2 separate regions of the Mus musculus genome follow, and region 2 is linked to region 1. The links are chromatin contacts, called in public HiChIP or PLAC-seq maps. All regions are on one chromosome and are shown on one strand. Each heading gives the region's core, a stretch centred on a gene start, on an enhancer-like site or on the middle of the called end of the contact. The rest is flanking DNA. Distances are from core to core; before and after follow the strand shown. Region 1 overlaps Cenpf (centromere protein F). Region 2 holds the start of Smyd2 (SET and MYND domain containing 2).

Evidence for each region. HiChIP or PLAC-seq counts read pairs in DNA pulled down with a chosen protein or histone mark.
Region 2: an H3K4me3 HiChIP or PLAC-seq map of the SCID.adh cell line shows a contact between it and region 1, with 11 read pairs. The contact joins the promoter of Smyd2 here to the enhancer-like site in region 1. A contact is called at or near these places in 15 of 39 promoter capture datasets (the 3T3-L1 cell line, the C10 cell line, the HPC-7 cell line and 10 more), 1 of 15 datasets of contacts at CTCF or cohesin (the NIH/3T3 cell line), 8 of 115 datasets of contacts at active chromatin or transcription factors (the 230-238 cell line, the SCID.adh cell line, bone marrow-derived macrophages and 3 more) and 2 of 9 other capture datasets (adipose tissue and liver).

Annotation. Positions count from the first base shown.
Region 1 is chr1:189,645,697-189,652,007 of GRCm38.p6, reverse strand. It overlaps Cenpf (centromere protein F), which reads left to right. Exons shown (of 18, transcript NM_001081363.2): 14 at 708-860; 15 at 1,287-1,446; 16 at 2,921-3,397; 17 at 5,028-5,206. Among named protein-coding and RNA genes, the nearest start is that of Gm30088, 29 kb to the right of the region's middle. Within about 2 kb of position 3,002, at least 2 of the 459 cell types and tissues checked have an H3K27ac peak or open chromatin away from gene starts, as enhancers often do. A contact at or near this core is called in the SCID.adh cell line, where this site is marked.
Region 2 is chr1:189,918,401-189,924,711 of GRCm38.p6, reverse strand. Smyd2 (SET and MYND domain containing 2) reads left to right here and starts at 2,421. Exons shown (of 12, transcript NM_026796.2): 1 at 2,421-2,605. The coding sequence starts at 2,433.

The DNA.
Region 1 (6,311 bases), core at 1,753-4,252:
GAGAACCACTGTGGCAAGAACGTAACAGATTAGGGTCAGAAGACATTCTCTGCCCTTCTTACCTTTAGGAGAAGGAATGCCTGAAGACACTGTAATTAGAACCAGCGGGACACTCCTAGCTTCTAGGGTGGGCTTGAAAAATTAGGCTGATCTCTGAAAGGGATTCCTTCAAATTAATGTTTTGTTCAACAGATAATTAAAAAGGAATGTCTAGAAAATGAAGTCTATCACAACTGTATTTTCTAAGATTTGTGTGTTTATAACCTTAATCCTTAGAGTGGATGGTGGGACTAGTATATCTAAGAGCTGATAAAAATCTAAGATGGTAAATAAAAACTAAGGCAATCCCTTAAAACATTCTCTAATGTTAATTTAAATTAAAACCTTTATGGTTGGTTTTAAGACTCAGGAATATTATCTTTCTTTTTTTCTTACTGCTATCTTAAATCTTTGCTGAGGAAAAAAAAAATGGAAGCACACTAGTTGGTTTTGAGTATACCAGGTGAGTTGAGGGAAGAGTGGTCAGCCAGGTTCTGTTTTCTTAAACTGTGCATGGCCGGGCAATGGTGGTTCACGCCTTTAATCCAAAAACAAAAAAAAAAAAAGAAAGAAAGAAAGAAAGAAAAGAAACTGTGTGTGCCATAACAGTGGTTAATTCACGCATAGCAGACCACCCAGAGCAAGTGCTAATGAAGATTACATTCCAGGTTAGCACAATATCTGGGAAGGAAGCAGAGCTGCAGAGGGAGCTGCGAGATATGCTACAGAAAACAACACAGCTGAGCGAAGACTACAATAAAGAGAAAAACAGGCTAACAGAAGAAGTGGAAGTGCTGCGTGAAGAACTGCAGAACACCAAAGTAAGTTTCCCGTGACAGACAGATTCCTTTGCCTCTGCTAGCTGGGTATGGCTGCTATGGTTGTCTTTGTAAGACATTCTGTGATGTGTCACAGTTGTTTCAGCTTTTGGAACCCAAGCTGATATGCTCAGGTCTGTAGTGATCTTCACCATCCGATGCTTCTGTGAGCCTAGGAGCCATGAGATATTACTTTAGGAACCATGATCCGTGTCAGGCTGAAAACAGTTTCCAAATCCACACTGGTTGTCGGGGAGACTTAGGGAACTGAGTAGAGAGGGGCCTTATTTTATACATTTATGTTATATTTTAAACATAACTGTACTACTGCTGCTTTAATATGTTTTAGTTGTCTAATATATATATATATTTCTATATACTTATAAAATGAAATCAACAATTTTAAATGAACTTACGTCTGTTTTGTAGGCAGCGCACCTGAAATCTGTGAATCAACTTGAGAAGGAACTTCAGCGTGCTCAGGGGAAAATAAAGTTGATGCTCAAATCCTGTAGACAGCTGGAAGGAGAAAAGGAGATGCTGCAGAAGGAGCTCTCCCAGCTTGAAGCTGCACAGCAGCAGAGAGCAGGTGGGTGCTAACTGGCGTGCTCTGTGTGCACGCTTAAAATCGCGTCAGTGCTCAGTTGTGCGCTAAGTTTTAGAAGTAGTTTAGTAGTTTTTAGTAGTGCTTTGTAATTTCTGAACTGTGGTCTTAACCTTGTGTAAGACTTAGCTATAGTTAAGACTGTAGGATTCAGAGTGAAGCCTACATTTCGGAATAGAATTATTACCATGGGGGAAGATAGTACTCTTTGCTAATGGATCTCCTTCAAGAGTTTGCCATTTTGGTAGTGGTTTTGTTTTGTTTGTTTGTTTGTTTTCTCTGTGTAGCCCTGGCTGTCCTGGAATTCACTCTGTAGACCAGGCTGGCCTCGAACTCAGAAATCCTGTCTCTGCCTCCCAAGTGCCGGGATTAAAGGTGTGCACCACTACTGCCCGACATTTCTCTTCTCTTCTCTTCTCTTCTCTTCTCTTCTCTTCTCTTCTCTTCTCTTCTCTTCTCTTCTCTTCTCTTCTCTGCTCTGCCCCTGCCCCTGCCCCTGCCCCTGCCCCTGCCCCTGCCCCTGCCCCTGCCCCTGCCCCTGCCCCTGCCCCTCCCCCTGCCCCTCCCCCTGCCCCCCCTCCCCCTCTCCTTTTCTTCTTCTCTTCTCTCATTGGTAATTAACCATGCTGCTTTTATCCACTCACACTCTGCTTTCTCCATGGATACCCAGTGACTAGTATGTGTGGGAGGCTTCTAGAGTGTGGCAGTGCAGTGCAGTGCAGTGCAGTGGTCTTTTCTACCAAGTAGAGTGATTGGAGTAGGTTTGAAAACTGGGAGTTTTCCTCATAAATCGCTTGCCATCCCTAGCACCAGAAGCTTACTGAGGCCCCTGCCTTGATGTGGTTCTACATTTGTACCTACTTGCCCCTGTATTCACTCAAAATGCTTTCACGGCCTTTAGCGACTTACATTTTCATAGGCTGGCACCTGTCACCAAAACCATGCAGCATAGACTTTGTGATCATTACTGAGTTAGATTGCTTATTCATTTCTGGTGGAAAGAATGGGTTGGGAAAAGAGGGCTATAGAAAGTTAGTTTGCTTGGCTCTTGTAACTGCTTCTCTAAGGGGATTTAAGTTTAGTTGGGTTCTAGTTGCACTGTTACGTGTGTTAGACTGCTTCATAGTCTTCAGACACAGCAGGATGTGCTCCTTAACGTCTGCACAGGTCCAAAGACCAGGCTTAGAGATCACCTGCTGGGTCTGGAGACACGGCTCAGCGGTTAAGAGCACTGACTGCTCTTCTAGAGGTCCTGAGTTCAATTCCCAGCAACCACATGGTGCCTTATAACTATCTGTAGTGAGATTCAGTGCCTCCTTCTGGTGTGTCTGAAGACAGCAACAGTGTACTCACATATATGAAATAAAAATAAATCTTAAAAAAAGATTACCTGCTGGGAAGTGTTCATTATTAATGGAGTAGCGGCAAGTTGTGTGACGGGATCACTTTGTTTTCACAGGTTCTCTTGTAGACAGTAACGTAGATGAAGTAATGACTGAGAACAAAGCGCTGAAAGAGACTCTGGAAGAAAAAGTCAAGGAAGCAGATAAGTACTTGGATAAGTACTGTTCCCTGCTGATAAGCCACGAGGAGCTCGAGAAAGCCAAGGAGATATTAGAAATAGAAGTTGCTCGGCTGAAGTCACGGCAGTCCAGACAGGATCTCCAGAGTTCTCCTTTGCTTAATTCTTCCATTCCAGGACCGTCTCCAAATACTTCTGTTAGTGAGATGAAGTCAGCATCTGGCCAAAATAAAGCTTCAGGCAAGAGGCAAAGGTCCAGTGGGATTTGGGAGCATGGTAAACGGGCAGCACCTTCTACAGCAGAGACATTTTCTAAGAAAAGCAGGAAGTCGGACAGTAAGAGCACTCGCCCTGCTGAGCACGAGCAGGAAACCGAGTTTGAGCCAGAAGGCCTCCCAGAAGTCGTTAAAAAAGGTATACAGAATTATTAAAAGAGAGTATACAGAATTATATACAGAATTATTATATACAGAACTATAGGGTGAGGCTGCATCTCATCGGAAGACCATGAGCTTAGAGCTTGCATATGGCCCTTTGTTCAAGTCCTTGTGAAAATATACGAAGTTTTGAGATTTCACATAAAATTGGCACAAGGAAAGATAGAAATCTTTACTTTTTAGGTTTTAAAATATTGCACAGTAGCCCACTGCCTAGAGAAACTAGTTCATTTTTAAATTGGTGACATTATAAATCACTGAGATTGGCTAACAGTACAAAAAGCTGGTAGACTTGGAAATGAGTGCTAAATGTCTGTTTAGAAATTCTGTTTTCAGTCAGCTTTTCCTTTCTTGGGACAAGTGGACTGGTTGACAATGCCCCTTCCCCCCACCCCCTCCCGAAGTAATAGTTTAGAACTTTGAAAACTACTTGATATTGTTGCAGTGTCTAAAATCACAAGTAGACTTTTTTGTTCTATTAACTCTGTCTTTTGCTTTTTTAATTCTTTCTGATATTTTGAGACAGAATCTTGCTGTGTAGCCCAGGCTAGTCTTGATCTTGAAGTATTTCTGTCTTCGCTTTTTTGTGCTAGGATTACAGACATAGACCATACCCAGCTTCAGTCATATAGTTTTGTTTATTTGTTTGTTTGTTTATAAAACCTACAGCAGTTTGGGTCTTCTGCCCTAATCCTGAAATCAAAGCTGATGTGAAGCATGGTGTTCTGAGTAACTGTGGTTCCCACGTATGTAGCTAGCTAGCACTCTCTAGTAGATTACTTATTTGTGAGCCTGTGGTTAGCTGAGTGCAGTTGTAGAGTACCTACCCTGTGTTGTCACTTTTTTGTTTTATTTTTGTTTTGTTTTGATTTGTTTTGGGTTTTTAAGAGAGTTTTTCTGTGTAAGAGCCCTGCCTGTCCTGGACTCACTTGGAGGCTGACCTCACTCAGAGATGAACCTGCCTTTACCTCCTGAGTGCTGGATTAAAGGCATGTGCTGGATTAAAGGCATGTGCCACCATACCATGTGATAGCTTTCAGGGTTTTTGTGACTAGTCTTCTCTACCCCAGTCAGGTCAGTTTCTTTCCTGGGAGGAGACAATATGAGCAGATACAAAGGCACTCTTAGCAAGTGCAGCCTGCACTACCTGATTGCACTTGAGCCTGTTTTCCTTAAGTCACTGTTGGCTTACATTGACTCTGAGACAAGAGCTGGCCTTTTCTCATCCTAGTTCATTTGTATTAAATGTCCTACCTATCTTAGGAAGTGCAAGGTGATATAACCATATAGAAGAAGCCATTTGGTTTTAAGGTATAATATGATTTCTCCTTGATCCTTTTTCTTACTGTGGTGTCTTTGAAATCTTTTATCTTTGTAATAAGGAATAACCTGTTAATTTTCCATTTCATCTGATGACTACCAAGGCAATTAGGAAGTTTAATACATTGTTTTCCATGACTGAGGGGAAACTATGTTTTGTAGTTAATTTACTGTTATTGAACCTTTGTACCTGCATGCACAAACATCTGACCTCTATTGCTAGCCCAGCGAACCCAGCCAAACAGCTAATCAGTGCCATTACCAACAAGCAGCTCTTTTGCCCTTAGGGTTTGCTGACATCCCAACTGGAAAGACAAGCCCATATATCCTTCGGAGAACAACCATGGCAACCAGGACCAGCCCCCGCTTTGCTACACAGAAGTTAGTGGGATCTTCCCCATCTCTGGGCAAAGAAAATGTTGTAGAGTCCTCCAAACCAACAGCTGGTGGCAGCAGATCACAAAAGGTAACGTGTGAATGTCATTTCCTCCCTGTTATCCTGGAAGTGTGTTAGCAGGCCTAGGGATGGATATTATGGCAGGCTCTGACTCAGGGGCCTGAGTGAGCAAGTCCAAGGATGCACATCAGTGTCCTGAGGGCTCCTTGTCAGTAGCTCTCTGGGAAGTGTCGCTGTTGTGGGAAACCCAGCACATTCGTCCGAGAGTTTCAAGTGGCTTCAGTGGTTTGTAGAGGTTGTTTTCCTTAGGGCACTGGTTCTGGTCACTGTTTGTCTGCCCTCCCCATCAAAGCTCCTAATTCTCTATGGCTTATAGTCACTACAATGGGCAAAAGGTGAAGAATATTTGCTTGGTGATTTTTATTTCTAATACTGTAATTCCTACTAGTAGCACCATTTCTGTAAGCAGTGGCACGTGTTTCACTTAACTTTTATTTTTAAATCTCAGGTTTGCCATGAACTCACTGTGTAGCCAAGGATGGCCTTGAACTTGTGATCTTTGTGCCTCCACCTCCTGAGTGCTGGAGTTCTAGATGTGCACCAGCACTCTCCATTTATGCTTTGTGTATGCTTGGCAAGCTCTCTGCCTTATCCCTACATCTTACTTCACTCAGGGTTTATTCATTGTTCTCTTACACTGTAGTGCTGTAAAAGAATGAAGAGAATGACATTCATGAGGAAGCCTCCCCAGGTTCACACCTCTCTTTTGCAGCTTGTTTGTATTTCTCAAACTACGAACCATGGGGATATTCTTGGCAATTTCTAGAGTAACTTGAAGAAGTTTTAAATTTTTGTGATGTTACTTTGCTCACCTGTCAGAGTTTATATGCAATCCAATAACATTCAACAAGTACGGTGGCTCCCATATACTATTACACGAGTGAGCACAGCTCTCGGATCTTAGAGACATTGGTGATTAGTTGTATCAGAGCAGCAACACATTGCAAATTGGTTTGTTTTGATTGATGACATTCTGTATACAGTTAAACCTTGTAATTCGCTTTCTCCTAGCTTGTAGATGTGAATGTTACCTTGAAATTAGTAATAAGATTTTATAAAGATAAGAAACTGTCCTATGAAGTCCCCACAGAGTCTGTTCTTTTTTCTTTCTTTT
Region 2 (6,311 bases), core at 1,172-3,671, 270 kb before region 1:
CAGAGGGCCGGGGCGTGTTCCCTGCTGGCCCCTCTGCCAGGGCTTTATTTCCGAGCCCAGAGCTGTTTCTTCCACGTGTTAATCTGCAGCTGGAAGGATGCGTTACAAATGGATTAGATGATCTTTTAGGCGGTTAAGCAGAGGGGGCCTTCATCCTGTGCCTTGCCCGTATTTCAACGCGAGGCGAAGCCATCCCAAATCTTTCTAACACCGATTTTTCCCAAATCATGGGACAAGCGGGAGAGGAGCTGGTACACAGGCGGGCCCTGGCAGCCAGACAGCTTCCTTCATGGAATGTGAGACCGCTGAGTGGCAGAGCGGCAAGCATGAGATGCATGGAGGGTGCTGTCATCGGTCTGCCCCGGCTGGCTGGGAGCCGCGCCTTGACCATTTATTTTAAGCACGGGTTTTATCATTACGGGAGGCTCCTAACTTTACAGCTATTGCCTCACTGCCCCGGCTCCAGTCATTCGAATTCATCCCGACTTTTCTGAAATGAAGCTGCTTGTTTTCCAGTGTTCTCCGGTAACACTCAACCTCTGCCCTGAGATGCCCTGGATTGAGTCCCCAGTGCCCCGGGGGACTGGGTGTGGTGCTGCATATCTGTAATACCATCACTAGGGAGACAGAGGCAGGAGGATTCAAAACCCAAGGTCATTCTCTGGTACTTAGGGAGGTTGAGGCCAGCCCGTCTCAAAACAAAACACGCAGTAGGAGAAAGGTGTGTGTGTGTGTGTGTGTGTGTGTGTGTGTGTGTGTGTGTGTAATGGAACACATTTCTCAAACTCTGCAGTGAGTTCTTGGAAGAGTAAACCATGTACTGAGTTTACAAACATGTTGTTTGTTTATTTCTATGTCTTTTCTTCTTTGTACTGCTAAGATATCCTTCCGCAAATCAGAATGCTAAAAAGCAAGCCAAAATGAATCCAAAAAAACACGCTGCAGATCTACATAGGTGGGCATCTTTAGAAAGTCTCAAGATTTGAGAAAATGCTTCCAGCAGACGGCAGAGTGGGCTCTAGGCACAAACCTACCTGAGAATGTTGCTTGTCACAGGTGAGTAGGGTATGGAAGAGGGTTTCCCAAATCTTACACCTATTTTAAGGTAAGCAAGATGTGTTAAATAAGCACATTAGCTCAATGGTACCCAGTAATGAAGGGTTATTATTACGTGGAATTGAAGGATCCAGGCCTACACTTTGTCCAAGTTTATAGTCCAGTGATGTCCATGGTTACTAAAATGGATACATGGACCTACAAGATAGTTCAGAGTATAAAGGCACCTACCACCAAACCTGACAGACAAATCAGACACAGGCCCCATGTGGTAAAAGGTGAGAACCCACTCCTGCAAGTTGCCCTCTGACCTCTACACATGTTTCCAGCACACATACAGGGGTATGCTCGCACACATGCACTCATACTTACAAAAAAAAAGGGTAATAATAAAAAATAAAAATGGGCCAAAGAACCCATACCCACGGTGCCCTTTCCTTGGAGGAAGGCTTATTCATATTATCACTAAAGAAATTTTATTCACGGGTTCCAAATCCCCCATTCTATGATTTGCCCTGTGAACGAAAGCTGGAGAGAAAAAAAAAACAAACCTGCAGCTGGCACTGACCCTCTTTCTGCAAAGCTAATTAACCGACTTGAACTTCAACCTTTGCGGAGAGGCTGCAATGTCTGGAGCTTATTGGCAGTTTTCCTTGGGCCCTCTCCAGTTCCCTTAATAGCTACCCGTTGCCTATCCTGTGTCTAACCTACCAGCTCGTGAATAACAGGTAAAACCGCCTGGAACATAATCAAGCCATACATTGAGAGTGCAGTCAGATTGCATCTGAGGCCTGTAGCTGAGGTTCCCTCCCTTCTGCAGCCAGCCTACCTGGGGGGTCCCACCGACATATTTTTGACGTCTTGATTTATGACTTTCTTTTTCTGTTATTATGGAATTTTTTTTAATCAAATTGTTACAACGTTGGAACGTAGACTTTGGGGTAACCCAAACCTGGCCATGACCCCTCCTATTGGCTCCAGAATGAACTCTCTCTAAGTTCCCTGGGAGGTGAGAACTGTGTTTTTTAGCACGCACAGCTCAACTGCAAACCACACTCATTCATTCCCTGCTCCACCACCCGGGATCTTAGTGGGGACGCTGTCTGCGGGCACAGCGGGTGGTGGCCTGGGTGGCTTGGGACTCCAGCCTTCCTCACCGGGCAGCGCAGCCTGGCGGGTGCAGGCGGACTCCCGTGCGCGCGCCCTGCGCACCGCCCTCCCGCCCCGCGCTCCGGGGCGCGGCCAGGGCACAGCACCCGCCCCGAGCAGAGCGCCGAGTTCCTTGAAGGCCGGCGGCCGCGGCAGACCTGCCTTCGCTCCCTCCCTCCCTCCCGTGACGCGCGTGCCCCGCAGCGCGCAGCCGCAGCGCCGCCAGCATGCGCGCCGAGGCCCGCGGCGGCCTGGAGCGCTTCTGCAGTGCGGGCAAGGGCCGGGGGCTCCGCGCGCTGCGGCCCTTCCACGTGGGCGACCTCCTCTTCTCCTGCCCGGCCTACGCCTGCGTGCTCACCGTGGGCGAGCGGGGCCACCACTGCGAGTGCTGCTTCGCCAGGTACGCGGGGACCGTGCGGGCGGGAGGGGCCACGCGGAGCCACGTGCGCCGCGTCCGCTGAGCCACGGCCTGCCCCGCAGCCGGACCTGCGCCGCCCCACGCGTGTCCGTTCTAGCTTAGGTTCTCTGTGGTCCCGAGGCCTCCCGAGCTGTCCTGAGATGGGCGGCTCCCCCACCCCCTAGGGAGTGATGACCCGATCAGCCAGGGACGCTTCCGGTCATTCTGGAGGAGGGAAGCTATGGAACAGACACGCCTATGAGACTGGGCTCCGTGGATTGGGATGAGGGGACACAGTTTGTTGGGAGAATATTTGATTGTACTACTTCATACATGTCCTGAGTGTGTAGATGCTGTATCCACGGCCACATGCTAAGCCTTAAGGTAGTTGCGGATCAGGAAGGTGCGTTGGGATTCCCCCATCCCACCCTGTGTCTTCATTTTACAGACACACTTTATCTTAAAGGCCGAGAAGAGATCATTTTACTGTTGGGACACTAAAGCCCAGAGAGGAAGGGTAGCTGTGTATACACAAGGCACTAATTAGGGGCTGGAGCCTGGCCTGTCAGGACTGACACGTCCCGCCCACCCACTTCCTTGCTTCCTAAGTTTGCTGAGGTAGGGGGTCTGGCTTTGGAGTTGAGCCTGTCCCAGGCCATCTGTGGATGCCTGAGGAAGGAACCCTGCCTGACTTGCTTTGAAGGTCAGTGTCATCACCTTTGAAGTGGAGATGGTGGGCTAGATTAAGCTAACCTGGGGTTCTGCAGGTACCTCTTGCGGGCTGCCCCCAGTCCTGCACTCCACGAAGCTCTCAGCCTCCCAGACTCGTGCGCCTCGTTCTACAATAAGACAACAAAAGAATGGACAAAGGTTGCATATTAGAGTAATCTCGGCCGGACTCCCTGCCAGAACTGTCTTCCGCTGGGGGGGACCTGGAAAGGAACTAGACGCAGAAGCGTGCCGTGGGCAGCGGAAGGGCTGTATGTGATGTGCCTCTTTGAATTGGCGAGCCAAGAGCTAAAGGGTCATGGCACCACTTTGCGACGTTTGAGTGAAGTGAGCATTGGGTTTTCCCAAAGTTAAAAAGGCTGCTGCAACTGGTCCCTTGATCTTCTGAGCCTCGCTGTGGCTGGGAGTCTGCAGCAGTGTGGGTGTCTGCAGTAAAGGAGCAAAGCGGGTCACCCAGCACAGAGGGGGCCTCCGTCAGGGGTCCTGGCGCTTGGTGTGCGGTGAGAGGCGTGGGCCTTGCGGAGTGCGTAGTAGGGACTCGTGGCCAGTTCTCTCCTCCTGAAATTAAATATCTGCGTTGACAGCTGAGGCGTGCTTCTCTCCTGTTGGGAGTGTCCTGATTGTACAAAGACACACAAGCTTCCAGAAGTACCCTTACAAATCACCCAGCCTCAGGAATCCTGTCATTTGTGACAGCTAACCCCCCACTCCCCTTGACATTTGTTAATGTCACTAATTTTGCCTCAGTTCCCTCTCCTGGGCCCCCCAGGCTGCCATTCCATTGTCAACCAATCTCTTCTGTTTGGCTTATGTAACAGTCAGAACTTGGAACTCAACTAAAATATTGCCCAAGAAATAAAACTCACAAGATCCGTGCACCTAGAGAAATCTTCGTACCGCATCCCGTGGTTGCCGTAAAATCTGGTTAGTTTTGCTAGATCGTTCTAAGACTGTGTTACTCCATCTCCTACTTGTGTGTGACTGAGGCCTGACCTGTTCTTGTGTATTAAAGGGGGGGATGCACAGCTCTGTGGAGTTTCAGGAGCATGTTACAGGTGGGGTGCGTGTCGGTTCATGTGTCATGCCCCCAGAAAAAAGCTGCGCTGTCCTTTTTTGTGCTAGAAGTATAGTATTATCACTTAAGATAGATGAGCCTCCCGGGGTCTCATGCCACATCTACTATGTTATAATTTAACTCACTTGGGAAGAAAAACTATTTCTCCAGGAGTGAGCATGTTATATTAACCGAGAAATAATGGTAGAATGTTATTTTTTAAGCTCTCTACAAAATAGGATTCTTAGTGCCAGGAATTTTTTTATTCCCCCTTCTGGCAGTTTTAAATTAGTATCACATTTTCTCAGCTTGGTAGGTGACATTTGGGAAGATGCAGATTTTGCCTCAGCTGCTAGAAGGCAACTCCTAAAAATATAAGTAACTTCTAGGTGAGAGCTATCCCTCATATATACATACATATGCACGCCTGCCCACCCACCTGCCCATATGTCTGTGTACGTGTTTTGGTCCCTGGTTAACATCTACACACAGTTCTTACACATTCTTTAAATATATATATATTTCAAACTGAAAACTGGACATTCTGACTCAATTTTATTGGCTTCAGAAAGAAAGGCTCAGCTGTGACCAGGGGTTGACTAGAATATACTAGAATATTTATTCTTCCTCTAGGACCGAGGTCTCCCTCTTGATCTTTATTCTCTTGCTCCTGGACTGCTGTATAACGAGGATGCTGAGTGTGGGAGAGAGCCCGAAGGCCCTCGTGGCTTTTGCAGCAGGGAGCCCTGTGCTCTGCCAGGCTCACACGGACTGAGGCATTAAGAACAAAGAGGATGAGAAGTCCTGTCATGAGCAGTTAGACTTTTGCCCCCTTGTCCTCAGGTGAATTCCCTAACCGGTCCATCTTGCTTCTCCCATTGCCTGACATGAAATAGGCATTGATGGATGCAGTTACATAAAGGACCTCAGAGGCAGCACTCAGTGCTGCTCTGACTCCAGCTATTCTAGAATATTCTGTAAGAACATGAGGAAATACAACTTCAAATGTTCTAAAATTATCATGATTTCTAGATGGGAGATTGGGTATAGGCACTAATAAGGATTTTCCCTCATCTGTTAAATCCGTTTATTAAATACATAATGAAGATGAAGACACACAGACAAGAGATGTTCTCTGAAAGTGACCCTTAAGAATAAGGTGAGCGTTTGTGACGCAGGCCTGGGACCCCATCTCCTTGGGAGGCTGGTACAGGGTTACAGAGCAAGCTCAGGCTAGCAAAAAACAAAACGAAACAACAACAAACTCAACTCTATGGGAATCCTGCTGCTTGGGGGTGGCATGTCCTAGTGTGGGGGAGGAGCGTGGTTCTTCTGTTTATAGGTAAGGAACTCTTTGGTTAGCACTTCCACTGTTTGAGAGACAGCAAAGCAGGGACAATCTCTAAGAGCAATCTCTAAGAGAATGGGCTTCTGGCTGTGTCTCTTCCACAGTGACTGTGGGCAGTGAGTTCCTCTGCCTGTAAACTTATCCCTCAAGCGCTCATCCTGCGGAGCCTGCTGGAAGGTGAGAGTGGAAGTCAGGTGCCCCCAATGGCTTTCCATGGGCTGAGCTTGGTTTTTGGACTCTCTGACTTATATACAAGATATTGCAATTCCGGAAACATGCTTTGTGAGGTAGAGGGGATCCTCTACTCACCGACACAGAGCTAAAACCTGCTGTCCTCCTGAAACTTCCAGAACAATAATGGGGAGAGTTTTCACTGTTTCCTGAAACCCAGTGTCAGTCAGCATTACATCCACAAAGGCAGGGCTCCCTCAGAAAGTCTTTCCGACTCCAAGGTGCTCAGACATGTTATTCTTGTAGCATGAGATTAGATAAATACTGAACGAGAATGAGAGAAAACAGGGTTTTCCACCTAATAAGGCCATCAGGACTCCTATTTCTTCCCTTGGCCCTGATTCTTT